2 separate regions of the Sus scrofa genome follow, and region 1 is linked to region 2. The links are chromatin contacts, called in public HiChIP or PLAC-seq maps. All regions are on one chromosome and are shown on one strand. The core of a region is the stretch at or near the end of the contact, and the rest is flanking DNA. Distances in the headings are between cores, read along the strand shown.

Region 1 (6,438 bases), core at 2,424-4,923, 1.1 Mb after region 2:
TGGACTCCTTGCCTGAGCATTGCTTGGCAGCAACAAAGATATTTTAAAAGTCTTAACCTCTTTTTTAAGGATGATAAGCCATAAAGCTAAGTATCAATTTGATATGGCCTTGGCATCTAGAGCACAAAAATAGTCCCAACAGGATGGTGAGATGCCAGTCCTTGCAAAAATCAAAATCGCCAGCAATAGGAAGAAGTCCTGGTTTCTACCTTCGGAAAGGAAATTAACATGTTGGTTCTATGCATCTCTCAAGCTGACTCCCATCTAAATGTCACCCGATTGTCAAAATGGGGGAGGGGTGATAACTTTTCACCATTGTGCTTTTCCACTCCATGTGGCTGCAAGTTCTTTCACACACATGCTTGGTCAACGGCAAGAGGAAGCTGTTGCTCCACTTCTAACTGAATCCAATGAAAGCTAAACGCTTCTTTCTACCAATTTGTGAAACATCAACTCTGTTGATATAAAATCTCTCCCTAAATTTACGTTTCTGGAAACTGATCATGCACCTTTTGGAAGTGCAAGTGGCTGGAATAGCATCTGGATAGACTCTGTAGGCAAACAGCTCACAAGCTGTCTGACTGTCAGTTATGCACAAAGGCCCCTTTGACTCTGGGATGTGGAGAGAAGAGGGGCTCTTGCCAAAAAGAAGAAAAATTGAGAAATGTCCAGGGAAATGGGATTGGTAACCAGAAGCTGGTGAAAAAGCAATGCTGCCTCATTCCTTTCAAACCAGGCACCATTCAGACCTTCCTTGTCTCTGCAGTTCTGTAAAGAAAACATAAAGCCTTGATTTTCAGAAAGAATCCTACAGAAACTAAAGATTGAAGGTGGATTTATGAAGACAGGGTATCAATCCGAAAACTCAGCAGGAGGCCATCTGTGACTAGACATTGCCAAGCAAGTTTTATAATTCCCTAGTTTCATATGCAGGAGAAACAGAACTAGTCATACTTTTATTGTTTGCATTAAAAGAAGAACAATTTTTCATGGAGTTCCCTTGTGGTGCAGCAGGATCCAGGGTTGTCACTGTAGTGACTCAGGTTGTTGCTGTGGTGCAGCTTCAATTCCTGGCCCAGGAACTTCCACGTGCTGTGGGCATGGCCAAAAAAAAAAAAAAGAAAGAACAACAATTTTTTAAAGCAATCACTTCTGGTGACGTCTGACAGCTTTTAAAATTGAATGTGAAAAGACTTTAAGCACCCCCCCCAATCCAACTTCCCACCCAAAATAGAAATTTCAATAGAATCCTCCAGCTTTGCCAACCTTAAAACTATGGGAAATGTGAGACAATCAAGTCATTACCAACATTTTCAAGGAGGCCCTGACTTAATAAATAAACACTAAGCCAAAAAACAACCCTGAGAGTGAATTCAGCTGGTCATGAAATGCTTCCTGGGAGCTGGGGTCTCACGAAGTGCCACACAATGATGTACATACACAGGAATCTCATACTCAGAAAGAGGAAACCAACAGCAGTGTTTTAGAACATGAAAGAACCACCTAGTCTTTCTAAAATATATTTAATACATTCCCGAGCTTACACTTCAAAGCCCTTCATTGTGTCCAACACAAAGCATTCACCATTTCACGTAAAACCAAACTCAGCATTTATGTTTTCAATCTGTACTACATCATTCACTCGTAGAGTCTATCTACCACTTCATGATGATTTTTTGAATCACAGTATCTGCATCATCCCCACCTTTGAACTCCTCCCCAACCCCAGAATCCTCAGAAAAACAGCTCCCTCTTTTTTTTTTTTTTGCTATTTCTTGGGCTGCTCCCGCGGCATATGGAGGTTCCCAGGCTAGGGGTCGAATCGGAGCTGTAGCCACTGGCCTACGCCAGAGCCACAGCAACGCGGGATCCCAGCCGCATCTGCAACCTACACCACAGCTCACGGCAACGCCGGATCTTTAACCCACTGAGCAAGGGCAGGGACCGAACCCGCAACCTCATGGTTCCTAGTTGGATTCGTTAACCACTGCGCCACGACGGGAACTCCAAAACAGCTCCCTCTTGAACCACAGCTGCTCTAAAATCTTATGGACCGTTCATGCAGCAGAAAGCTTTAGATAAGCATAACTGTTGGCCACCTAAGTTTTCTTAGGCACAATCTGAGGTTTGGCTCCTGAGTTCATAACAGAAGCCAAAAACCAAGAACAAGGAACTCAAGAAATTACTCCTGAGCCTTGACCAATTAATAAAGGCAACAGATTTAAAAGAATCCACAGGCTGTTTTAAAATGTCAAAAGAAGTTAAACTCCAATTCCTACAACCCTCAATGCCTACAGTGTTACCTCTTCAAGGAGAAGAGTCAAGAGAGCACGTTTTAGGGTTCTGAGAGTTCATGGAAGGGGTGGAGGTATCAGAGTTACACAAAACTCAGAAAAAAATCAGCAACCCCAAAAGGGGGTGAAAGAAGCATGCTGAGATAACTACTAGAGACACTGATGAAAACTGGAGGAGAAACTTAGGTTATGAGTTGAAAGAAGCCATCTTGTTCAACCTCTTCATTTTACAGATAAGGAAACTGAGGCCCCAAGGAATACACCAGAGTAAAGATACATGTCACTTTATAATTTACAAAGGAAAATAAATAAATAACCAAAGCCGAAAGCACTAGAAATAGAAAATAAATATTCTGCGTGGCTCTAGAACATAGGGCATTTAGTACTCAGGCTTCAGCTCCACCAAACCTTTCTGATAAAAACAAACAAGCCTGCAAGCGGCCACACTATGGTCCTGGGCGGCCTTGGGGTCTATGTGCAAGCAGCGTGTGCACAGAGAAGCAAGATGTGGGCCCTGCCCTCCAAGAATTCATGGTTCTCCCGGAGATAGTTAACTTAAAGAAGAGGCCCAAGGTCGGCTGGGAAAGTCACAACCCACAACCTAAACTGGGCAGGAAGGCAGCCAGGAGCAGCACCGGGGCGTGGCCACAAGCCCCGTCGCGCAGTGGGTACCGAGCAGGGATGGATGGCCACCTGGGCCCCCAGTCCAGGTTTCTACCCAATGAGGACTCTCTCCGCCAGGCTGCCAGGAGACCCTGGCTAGCCCAGCCCTAAAGCCCTTTCCCATGCCAGTAGGGATGGGGCTGACGGTCGGGGATGGTCACCCTCCCCTTTGCAGATGTTTCTAGGTTTTGCTCCAGCGCGGCCCTCCCTTTGAGGGAGCAGGAGAGGCGAAGGGGAATGGGACGCGGCACAAGGCTGAAGGGATCCGGAACAAAAAAGGTGCCCACCGCCCTTCTCAAAGTGTCTGGGCCCCAGCACTTGACAGATGGAGAGTCGGGGAAGCGCGGGGGTCCTGAGCCCTGTAAGGGAGGAGGAAGGAACAGGGGCAGAGCTGTTTTCCAAGAAATCTTGGAAGTCCTGCTCACCTTTCCCACTAGTCAGCAACAGGCGCCCAAGTAGCTGGAGGCGGGGCTCCGGTGTCTGTTGGACACCCAGGCCCCAGCGCCCTCCCAGGCCCACGGAGACCCGGGCGGGGGGCGGCAGCTACGGGGCCAAGTAGGCGCGGCCTGAGGGCGGCGCACTCACCTCGGACAGACCGCCCCGGTCCTCGGCGTCCTGCCCGCTCAGCACCTTCTTCAGCTTGTCCATGGCAGGTCCGGTCCACCCCGGCCCCAGCCACTCGCCAGCCACCTGTTGAGCTGATTGAGGCGCAGGCTCTTCCGTGTGCCCCGCCCCCGCCAACCATGGTGCGCCCGGCCCACCACGGTGCGCCCCGCCCAGGTATCTGCCCTCCTGGCGGCTGCCAGCGCAGGCGCCCGGCGAGCTCTGCGCCCGCCTTCGCCCCGCCCGCTTTTACCCGGCTGGTTTGGGTCTTGGAAGGCGGGTCGGGAAGGAAGGTTGGGTTTCAGGTCCACCCAGCATGATTAAACTTCAGTCCGGCGCCAGGCTGCGCATGCGAGCCGGCTACCCTGCCGGGGTACTCGTAGGTTCAGTCAACAAACACGGAGGCCCTAGCACGTGCGAGACACTGCAGAAACAAAAACGGTGAATCCTGGACCCCCTCTCCTCTCGCCCCACACTTCCTGTGGTATGGATGCAGATTTGTAAACAAACGATGTGGGAAATCCGCGGTCTGATTGTAGTTACACTGGAAATAACTGTTTAAAAGGCACTTGTGTTCCTTGGTGGCTCAGCTGGTTAAGTATCCAGCCTTGTCACTGCCGCGCACTGCTGTGGCACCGTTCAATACTTGGCCCGGGGAACTTCTGCATGCCTCCCGTGCAGCTGGGGGAAAAAAAAGCATTTGAGGCCAACTGGAGTAAATCATATCTATAACATACTTTGTGTAAAAGTTAAACAAGAAAAATACTACTGTAATTCTAGCTGGGAATGCATCAAGAAGAATGATTTGGGTAAAAACTTGAACAGGTAGAACTTGAGTCAAGGAGTGAGGAAAAACATATTAGATTGTTTTGTGTTTCTTGGATTGTTTGTTTTACTGACCTCAAACCGGATTCCAACGCTAATGATTCTACGTTGGAGAATCCATGTAACTCCCAGGAAAGTGCTAGAGATGGGATGTGGGCTCACATCTCAAACTGCTTGCTGGGGAATATCTGGGAAAATAACTTCAAGGTGAAATAAGCTTAGGAGCTCCTGTTGTGACTCAGCGAGTTAAGGACCTGACATTGTCTCTGTGAGGATGGGGTTCAATCTCGGGCCTTGCTGAGTAGGTTAAGGATTCCATCATTGCTACAAGCTGCAGAGCAGGTTGCAGATGGGGCTCAGATCCAGCATTGCTGTGGCTGTGGTGTAGACTAGCAGCTGCAGCTCTGATTTAACCCCTAGCCCAGGAACTTCCATAGGCTGCAGGTGCAACCATAAAAAAGAAAAAAAAAGATGAAATAAGCTTAGAAAAACAAATCCACAGAGAGGTTACCAGGAGCACCCACTAGAGAATCTTCCTGCAGTCTGTCTCTCTCTCTCTCTCTCTCTCTCTCTCTCTCTCTCTCTCACTCACACACACACACAAGGGAGAACTTTTATTGAAAGAGTAGGAGTGCTGTGTCAGACTTGAGTGAATTTAAATAACTACCAAGAACTTGGGCTTGTTAGTATTATAAATCAACCAAGCAAAAGGATTTGCACAGGTCCCTATTCGAGTAAGTCAGATGTTTATAGTTATATCCCTTTGTGTTTTCATTTTTATGGATAGGAAAATTTGCTGTGCTTTATGATTTTGCTTTACACCTGAGATTTTGAATAACAAATGCTGTTGCTCTTTATGCTCTAGATGCCCATTACCCTCTTGTTCCACTCAAGTAAATTTCTGCACATCTCTCAAGACTCTTCAAATATCAAGGCAGACTGGAAAGTTCATCCACTATGGAGTTAGGAAGATCTGAGAGTTACAACTCTAGCATCATCCCTCACTAGCTGTGTGGCATTGAGTAAGTTACTCAACCTTTCTTGTCCTCAATTTTCTCATCTGTAAAATGGACATAAATGACTACCTCTGAAAATTACTATGGGATGTAAACATGATAGTATATGTAGAGAACCTGGAACATGGCAGGCATTCAGTTAGCAACTAATGGAAGCTAATGTTCTTTTGCCATCCCCTCTGAAGCCTTCTCTAGGCCAACATCAGGAACACTGATACAGCTGTTCCTCTTTCCTCTGTGTTCCCGAAGCAACTTAAACACATCTGTACGTACTCATCTTTATCACGGTTTTGTCTATCTCCTCTACATTGTGAGGCCCTAATAGTCTCAGTTCTCTACTCTCTGAACTGGGAAAAGAACCCACAAAATAGGTGCTCAGTAAATCCAGGTGAGTGAGTGAATGAGAAATTTTGTATCTGTCTTTTGCAATTCAGGGAGTTATAACAGCCAGATTGGCAGATAGGGCAACATGGAAATGATTGTGCTACCCAAGTCAGCATGCAAAGCCTATTTTGTCAGTGGAGAACACTGACTGATCTGCCCTCCACCTCCACCCTGTGTTCATCACAGTAAATGAGATTTTGATCAGAAAGGCAATACCCATAATCTCATCTCATGTCTAAAACCAGTATTCCTCTAAAAGCGGGGTAGGGATAGACTCTGCTATTGGCCCAGGCTGGCAGGGGAGCCTGCAAATCACAAGCACACACACACACAAATGCAGTAAAGGACGCAGGACTTACCTGGGAACTCACTCAGCACAGCAACCCCCCTCCTCATGAGTAACACTGTTCAAGTCCCAGGGAACCGCTTCTTCATGTTTCCTGCCCAGTGTTCTTGAAATCAAAGGTGACAACATCTGAATGTTGTGAAGATGGTAGGTTGTGCCACTATCTGTGCAGACAGATATTGCTTTGGAGCTAGTGGGTTACAAACCGTGGAAGAGCTTAGGTAACAGAAAAAAAAGTCCACTTATCAGATCCCTCCACTAAGATGCCTTCGATGCCGTAGAGTCTTAAATAAGAATGTGTTAGGGA
Region 2 (6,866 bases), core at 2,263-4,762:
TTAGAGTTTATGGTTTGTTTATTCTAATACCATAAAAAATCTCTGGTAACTCTGAAATGCTGTTGCACAAACTTAAATAAATTCAATTAAATATTTATTGGCATGATCTTCACTTCCTAAATACATTTAATCCTCCTCTAAAGAGTTTGCTGTTGGAGATCTGATTGCTACAAAACTGGCTTCTAGAAAATAAGTTTCCCATCTGTCATTGACAGCACCAACCTCCATAATTCATTCCACTCAAGAATAACCTGAGTCAGGAGTTCACTTGGGAATGTGCTAAGACTGTTACCAATGTCTATGTGAAGACAGTCAGTAGGCTATAAGGGTCTGAATCAAAAGGGAAGAGATCTGAGCTATGGATAGATTTGGAAGCTATTCTTATAGATAATAACCAAAGCTGTGAAAGTAGAAGAGAAAGAGGGCTGAAAAACATTAATATTTAAAGGATAAATCAAAAGAGGAAGATTAAAAAGAACTATATTCTAGAGTAGTGGTGTCAAACAGAACTTTATACAATGATGGAAATGTTTTATATCTGTTTTATACAACAGTCATCAGTGACAGGGCTATTAAGTTTTAAAAATATTAATTTATACAGAAATTGGGACATGTGGCTACTGTATTGGACAAGAAAAGGCCACAAAGTAGGTGTAATATAAGAATGAAGTCATGGTAATCAAGGAAATAAAGTATTTCAAAAGGTAGGAAAGATCACAGTATGAAACATCACACAAAGGACAAGTAAGGCAGGATTAAAAAGTAATTACTGTAATTAGCAAGTGTTCTGATTTAAATTGTGTCCTGGGAGTTCCTGTCATGGCTCAGCGGTTAACAAATCTGACTAGCATCTATGAGGATGAATGTTTGATCCCTGGTCTTGCTTAGTGGGTTAAGGATCCGGCGTTGCCGTGAGCTGTGGTGTAGGTCGCAGACTCAGCTTGGATCCTGCATTGCTGTGGCTGTGGTATAGTCTGGCAGCTACAGCCCCAACTTGACCCCTAGCCGGGGAATCTCCATGTACTGTGGATGCGGCCCTAAAAATTAAAAAAAAAAAAAAAAAAAAAAAAAAAGTGTCCCGCTTCAAATACTCAAAACATTCATAATGTTGAATCCACCATACCTCAGAATGTGACCTTATTTGGGAACAGAGTCACTGCAGATGTAATTAGTTAAGATGACATCGTACTGAAGTAGTGTGCACTTCTAATCCAATATGACTGATGTACTTATAAAAAGGAGAAATTTGGACACAGAAACATACACACAGTTTTTTGTCCATCTACCTAAATTTTGAAAATGTATACTCTTATTTATTTAAATCTAATCTTCTAGTGGGCAGAGAACATAGATGTAAAAATTTGCTTTATACTAAATGTTTAACAATAGTAGACATAAACAGTAGTAATAAATATTATCAAATGATGCTAATATTCAACTGTATACCTGAAGTACTGATGTAAACAGTGCATTAAAAGACAAATACGAAGAGATGTGAAACAAATAATTCCTAAGGGTTCTGTGAGATTTTGCTACCTGGCTCAAACAATCCTTTGTCCTATCATCATAAATTCCATGTTTTAAAACAATTATCATCAAAGGAAGAAAACTTACCTTTGGTTTCTAAACCTTCAAGAGTAGTCATTTTTTTAAAAATGAAAATGTACCCCGGGCTTCTACTGAAAAACCTAAATATGAATAAAATGAAATAATTAAAACAATACCATATAAACACATTCATTAAGTCCCTGTCATTTAAAGATTATGATATTCTACTTGCTTCTTCATTTAGTAAACCTGCATTTAGGGAGTGCCCCTTACACCCCTTTTTCACAAGGTGATATTGTTATGACTACCCAATGTCTTAAAAAAAATGAGAGGTGGTTTACTTTCAAATTCCTGCTTCACTGGTATACTCTAAATTATCACCTATATACTCTAAATTATCAGATATGCGTCCTTAAATTTAGCTCAGAAATAGTACTGTAGTTACTACAGGTGCTCTGTATTATTGATAGATACCAGGAACTTAAAAGTAATTAGGAATTCCAGTCCTGGTGCAGTGGAAACGAATCCGTCTAGCAACCGTGAGGTTGCGGGTTCAATCCCTGGCCTAGATCAGTAGGTTAAGGAACTGGTGTTGCCATGAGCTTCGGTGTAGGTCGCAGAGACAGCTTGGATAGTGTGCTGTTGTGGCTGTGTTGTAGGCCAGCAGCTTAGCTCGGATTCCACCCCTAGCCTAGGAAACTCCAAATACTGCGGATGCAGCCCAAAAAAGGGGAAAAAAAAAGGTATTAAAGTAATTACCTTCTCAGGAGACATGGACACTATTTTGTTCACTACATGACAGAGGAGCTTCTGTTTAGATGTTTAACAAGTGACAAAAAATTCATAATAACTTAATTTGCATTTCTTGGTAAAAATTAAAATGTCATAGCATATATTTTCAGAATGTATGCATGACCTTACTAAATCTTAGTCTTACTAAGATTCAGGCGAGAACATGAGAAGGAAGGTAATACTAATGCAGTGATCACGAATGATGAACCAGGCACTAGATGACAAATGGTTTCACTCACAAAAATGATAACTCTTGAGTACTCGATATAACTCAGCATAGCGTCTTCCGTGCCTACCTTCCTTAAAAGTCACACCCCCGCCGCCACTGTTCTGAAAAATAGCTCTCCAAAGACCCTTCGCAAGAGCAATGAACCCTCGGAAGATGCGCAGGGAAATGTACAAAGGTCTGCAGGCAAATACTAATTGAAGGGGGTGGGGGTGGGTCTGGAGTGTGTAACAGGTATGAAGGTGGCAGGAGTGGAAGCGACAATCCTGTCAACCTCTGCCATCCCCAGAAGTCAAATCCAAAGTTCCGTCCCTGTCTGAACAAACCTTCCTGGAACAACGGGCAACCTTTCCTTAAATCTAAAGCGACTGAATGAACAACACACTTCAATCCAAACCTCTGTCCCTTTCCAAAATCCCCTCTCAGTTACACAAGCCCTTTCCTGGACTTACCTCTCAGATTCTTACTCTCCCAATTGCAGGGGGCCTCACTTTACAGGTTCTTTGGCTAGATATCACGGGTTAACTTCCGCGCACACTCCTCTAGCATTCCGAAGCCGATCCGCCCCAACCTTGGGGACATCAAGCTTTTGGTTCACGGCTAATTACTTCCGATTACTCAGGGTTTCGTTTCCGGAATACTTTTCAGAAGGAAAACACTTTTGGTGCCATTTAAACTCAAGTGACGCAGTGACGCAGAATATACGATTCAAGACTTCAGTAAAACAAAACTGGGTAGACTCTTATTAAAAAATAAAAAAAAGAATACTTGGACCCTAGCCGCATATAAGCCTGAACTTCCGGGTCGCCTTTCAACCAAACGGAAGTGATGATGCTGGAAAGAGGTAGGTGGTGTTCCGTTGCTCCAAGCTACGGCGTGAAGGGGCGGGTCGGTCGGCTGGGTGGGCGGAGCTCTATTTACTCCCAGCCACTAAGGACAAAGGGGCGGGGTAGTGGCGGCCCGCTCCGAGTCCGGCAGTAGGTGGGGCTCTGTTGCCAGAGTAACCTGGCGTTGGTGTTGGTGTAGGTGTTTTCCAGTCGCAAAGTTACCTATTTCCTGGTGCTGAGATCCCGAGGCGATGGTGAGTGCAAGGCGGTGTCAGAAGAAAGGCATCGCGGTCTTGTTTATGCTTTGTCCCAGGTCCTGGGGCGTCTGGGCGTTGAGAGGCATCCAGATCGCTTCTACCTTCGGCTGGTTATTTCTTTGTCCCTTTCCAGGAACTGTCCGTGCAATTTCCTCGCTTTCCCTACTTCTTGCAGCACCCTGAATTACACTTTGGTCCTGCTGAGCCTGTAGAGTATTGTGACAGGAAGTTTAAGGCTAAGACACGGAGTCTAGTAGTCTGAGGTGAGACCTTATTTCGGTCAAACATTGGAGATGTATGCATTTTTCATCATTGCATTTTTTTCAACCTCTCAGCTTCACTTTAACACGCTTCATTTAAAAGTATGTGGTGATGTTTATTTGACTTTTTCATGACTGATCCGAATCTCTCTGAATCCTGTAGTCTTTGCTCTCTTGAGGGCCGAGTACCGTTCCACACCCTAAGGGCCACCTAATAATAGCTGCATTTTGCACTAGCCCTAAATTATACAGTTGATTACCTTTTAACAGGAATACTCCATAATATCACTTGGAAATCACTTCTGGAAAATTCACTTGCTAGAGCTTCACCTTCAGAAATTCTGCATGAATAGAAACAGGCTCCATATTTGCATTTTTAAAAAAGCCTATAGATGATTTTCATTCGATCACATGTTCGAGAATGCCAGGTATGGCTATGAAATTAAATATGGAGACCCACCCAGAGTTCCCGTTGTGGCTCTATGCATTAAAAACCAGAGTAGTATCCATGAGGATGTGGGTTTGATCCCTGGCCTCGCTCAGTGGGTGAAGGATCTGGCATTGCTGCAAGCTGCCGCTTAGGATTTAGCCAGAACCTGGCATTGCTGTGGTGTAGGCTTCGGATTGGACTCCTAGCGAGGGAACTTATATATGCCACAGGTGTGGCTCTAGAAAGAAAGAACAGCAACAACAAACAGAGATCCACCCACCACCCCTTCTTTCTCTGTTAGGTCTTGTGTTTCTAGTTCAGAGAAACAGGTATTGAAGGATAATGCTTCCATCTTTGCTCTAGATTTTATTCCCTCCCATTCCTTATAGGACTTTCTGCTTTTGGTTATATTTTTTTCTTTCCTGTGCTTTCAGCCTCTTCCTCACCATTTCCTTCTCCCCCCACCCCCCCCCCCGTGTTCAAGCCATACACCTTAAGAAAATGAAATAAAACAAAAGCACACCCCCAGCCTGTGTTCGTTCAGTTTATTGCCTAGTCCTCCCATTTATCAGTAAACTGCTTGAAAGCATAGTGCTTCCATTTGTATCAAATTCAGCTCTTTACTTTCATCCTCAGCACTCAGTTATCTGAATTCCTCTAATGGCTTCATGAAGTTGTTCTTGCTTAAATTTCTTATGGCCAAATCCAGGAGTTTCTTCTCAAAATTTATTTAGCCTCTCTTTGATAGATGAAGCTCATCATCATTCATTCCTTCTTTTTTTTTTTCCCCACTGGCTTTGCCTACTTTTTAAATGCCATTCTCTGGGATTCATTCCTTAATTTCTTAGTCTGTCCATTTTCTTTGGCTGATTTCATCCACACACAAGTGTTCCACTAATGCCTAAGCATTCATTCTTAAATTTCAGTTTCATCTCAGACCTGGTAAGCATTCATTCTTAAATTTCAGTTTCATCTCAGATCTGGTAAGACCTGGACACTTCTAGCTGGTTACCACAAAGGCCCCTCAAACTCAACCAAAACTGAACTTGCTGTCTTTTCACCTGGCTTTTTTTGTTTCACCAAGTTGATGCTACCACTATATTTATAACCTAAACCAGAAACCAGAGTTTTCCTACACTCCTTTCTCTCCTATGTCTTCTCTGTTCAGTTGGTCACCTGATTCTGGTTTAGTTTCAGATTTCCTCAATTCTTTTTTTTTTTTCCTTCGCTTTTTTTAGGCCTTCACCCGAGGCTTATGGAGATTCCTAGGCTAGGGGTGTAATCAGAGCTACGGCTACCAGCCTATGCTTCAGCCACAGTAATGCCAAATCTGAGCAGCCTCTGCAACCTACACCACAGCTCATGGCAACTCTGGATCCTTAACCCACTGAGCGAGGCCAGGGATAGAACCTACAACCCCATGGTTCCTAGTTGGATTCATTTCCACTGTGCCACGACGGGAACTCCGAGATCTCCTCAGCTTTTGCTTGCACTGTTGTAGTAGTGTCTTTAACACTCTGGTCTGGTAATTCTTCAATTCATTATTTTCTCTACCACAAGAAGGAATTTACTGAACCCTAAATCTGTTGATGTTAATTACCGCTTTAGAACTCTAGACTCCTCATTCCCAACAGTATAAAAATTCAGCCTATCTGGAATGGCATACAAAGCCTTCTATGATCTAGGACTTAACCTGTCTTGCTTCTGTCATGAAACTTTCTTAGACATTCTTTTAGTTACTTGCCTTTTCATTGAACATTCCAAGCAACTGCAAACTGGTGGTAAGCCTCTTTCCTCTACTTTGCACATGCTGTTCCTTCCACCTGGAATACCTTTACTGCCATGTTTGCTAGCCAAACTCCTATTGATTCTTCATTCCTAGGTTAGGTGTTTTTCTTCTTTCTCTACTCAGAGAGAGTTGACTCTTCATTCTTTTTTTGTCACAACTTTACACAGTACACATTTCTCTTATTGTACTTACCACATTCAGTTGAAATTATTTAATAGGTTTGTCACTCTTACTAGACTTGATCTGTTAGAGGAATGGATCTTTATTTTGTTCACTGCCATTGCTTAGATTGTATTAGGCACTCAGCTGAATAAATTAAAAAAAAATAAGAATGTGTTAAGTGTCTGTGAGGGTACCAAGTACTTGGGGGATATTGGAGGATGGAATTTTCACTTTTCAGAATCAGAAAATCCACAAAGCAAGTGGAATAGAATTTCAATAGCTGGAATTTGGTGATCTGTACCATGGCATAGGGAGATAGTAAGTGACATTTGTGGAATACTGTTTTTTTGTGCCTGTCTGATATTTTTTCATTCAGAATTCCCAACAACCCTAAGATCAGTGAACTTCTATCCCTATCCTCTTATTCTGCCTGGAGTTGGGTGTGGTGGCTCTTTCAAATTGGGTGGTAAATGAAGGCTCCTCTAAGGAAGTGAGCTTTGTCTGAATGGACTGAATGATAAACTGCAGTGAACGAGGGAAGGGTTCTAGGCAAACTAACAACAAGATCAAAGGAG

The links. HiChIP or PLAC-seq counts read pairs in DNA pulled down with a chosen protein or histone mark.
Region 1: an H3K27ac HiChIP or PLAC-seq map of skeletal muscle shows a contact between it and region 2, with 8 times the contacts expected there. The contact joins the promoter of SFT2D2 here to the promoter of NME7 in region 2. A contact is called at or near these places in 2 of 5 promoter capture datasets (fetal skeletal muscle and liver) and 1 of 2 datasets of contacts at active chromatin or transcription factors (skeletal muscle).

Annotation. Positions count from the first base shown.
Region 1 is chr4:82,730,759-82,737,196 of Sscrofa11.1, forward strand. It overlaps SFT2D2 (SFT2 domain containing 2), which reads right to left and starts at 3,674. Exons shown (of 8, transcript NM_001243648.1): 1 at 3,543-3,674. The coding sequence starts at 3,605. It overlaps LOC106510103 (a long non-coding RNA gene), which reads left to right and starts at 3,801. Exons shown (of 3, transcript XR_001308292.2): 1 at 3,801-4,044; 2 at 5,251-5,407.
Region 2 is chr4:81,636,395-81,643,260 of Sscrofa11.1, forward strand. NME7 (nucleoside diphosphate kinase 7) reads left to right here and starts at 3,513. Exons shown (of 13, transcript XM_021089439.1): 1 at 3,513-3,647. The coding sequence starts at 3,645. It overlaps BLZF1 (golgin-45), which reads right to left and starts at 3,394. Exons shown (of 7, transcript XM_003355067.4): 1 at 3,019-3,394; 2 at 1,615-1,688. The coding sequence starts at 1,645.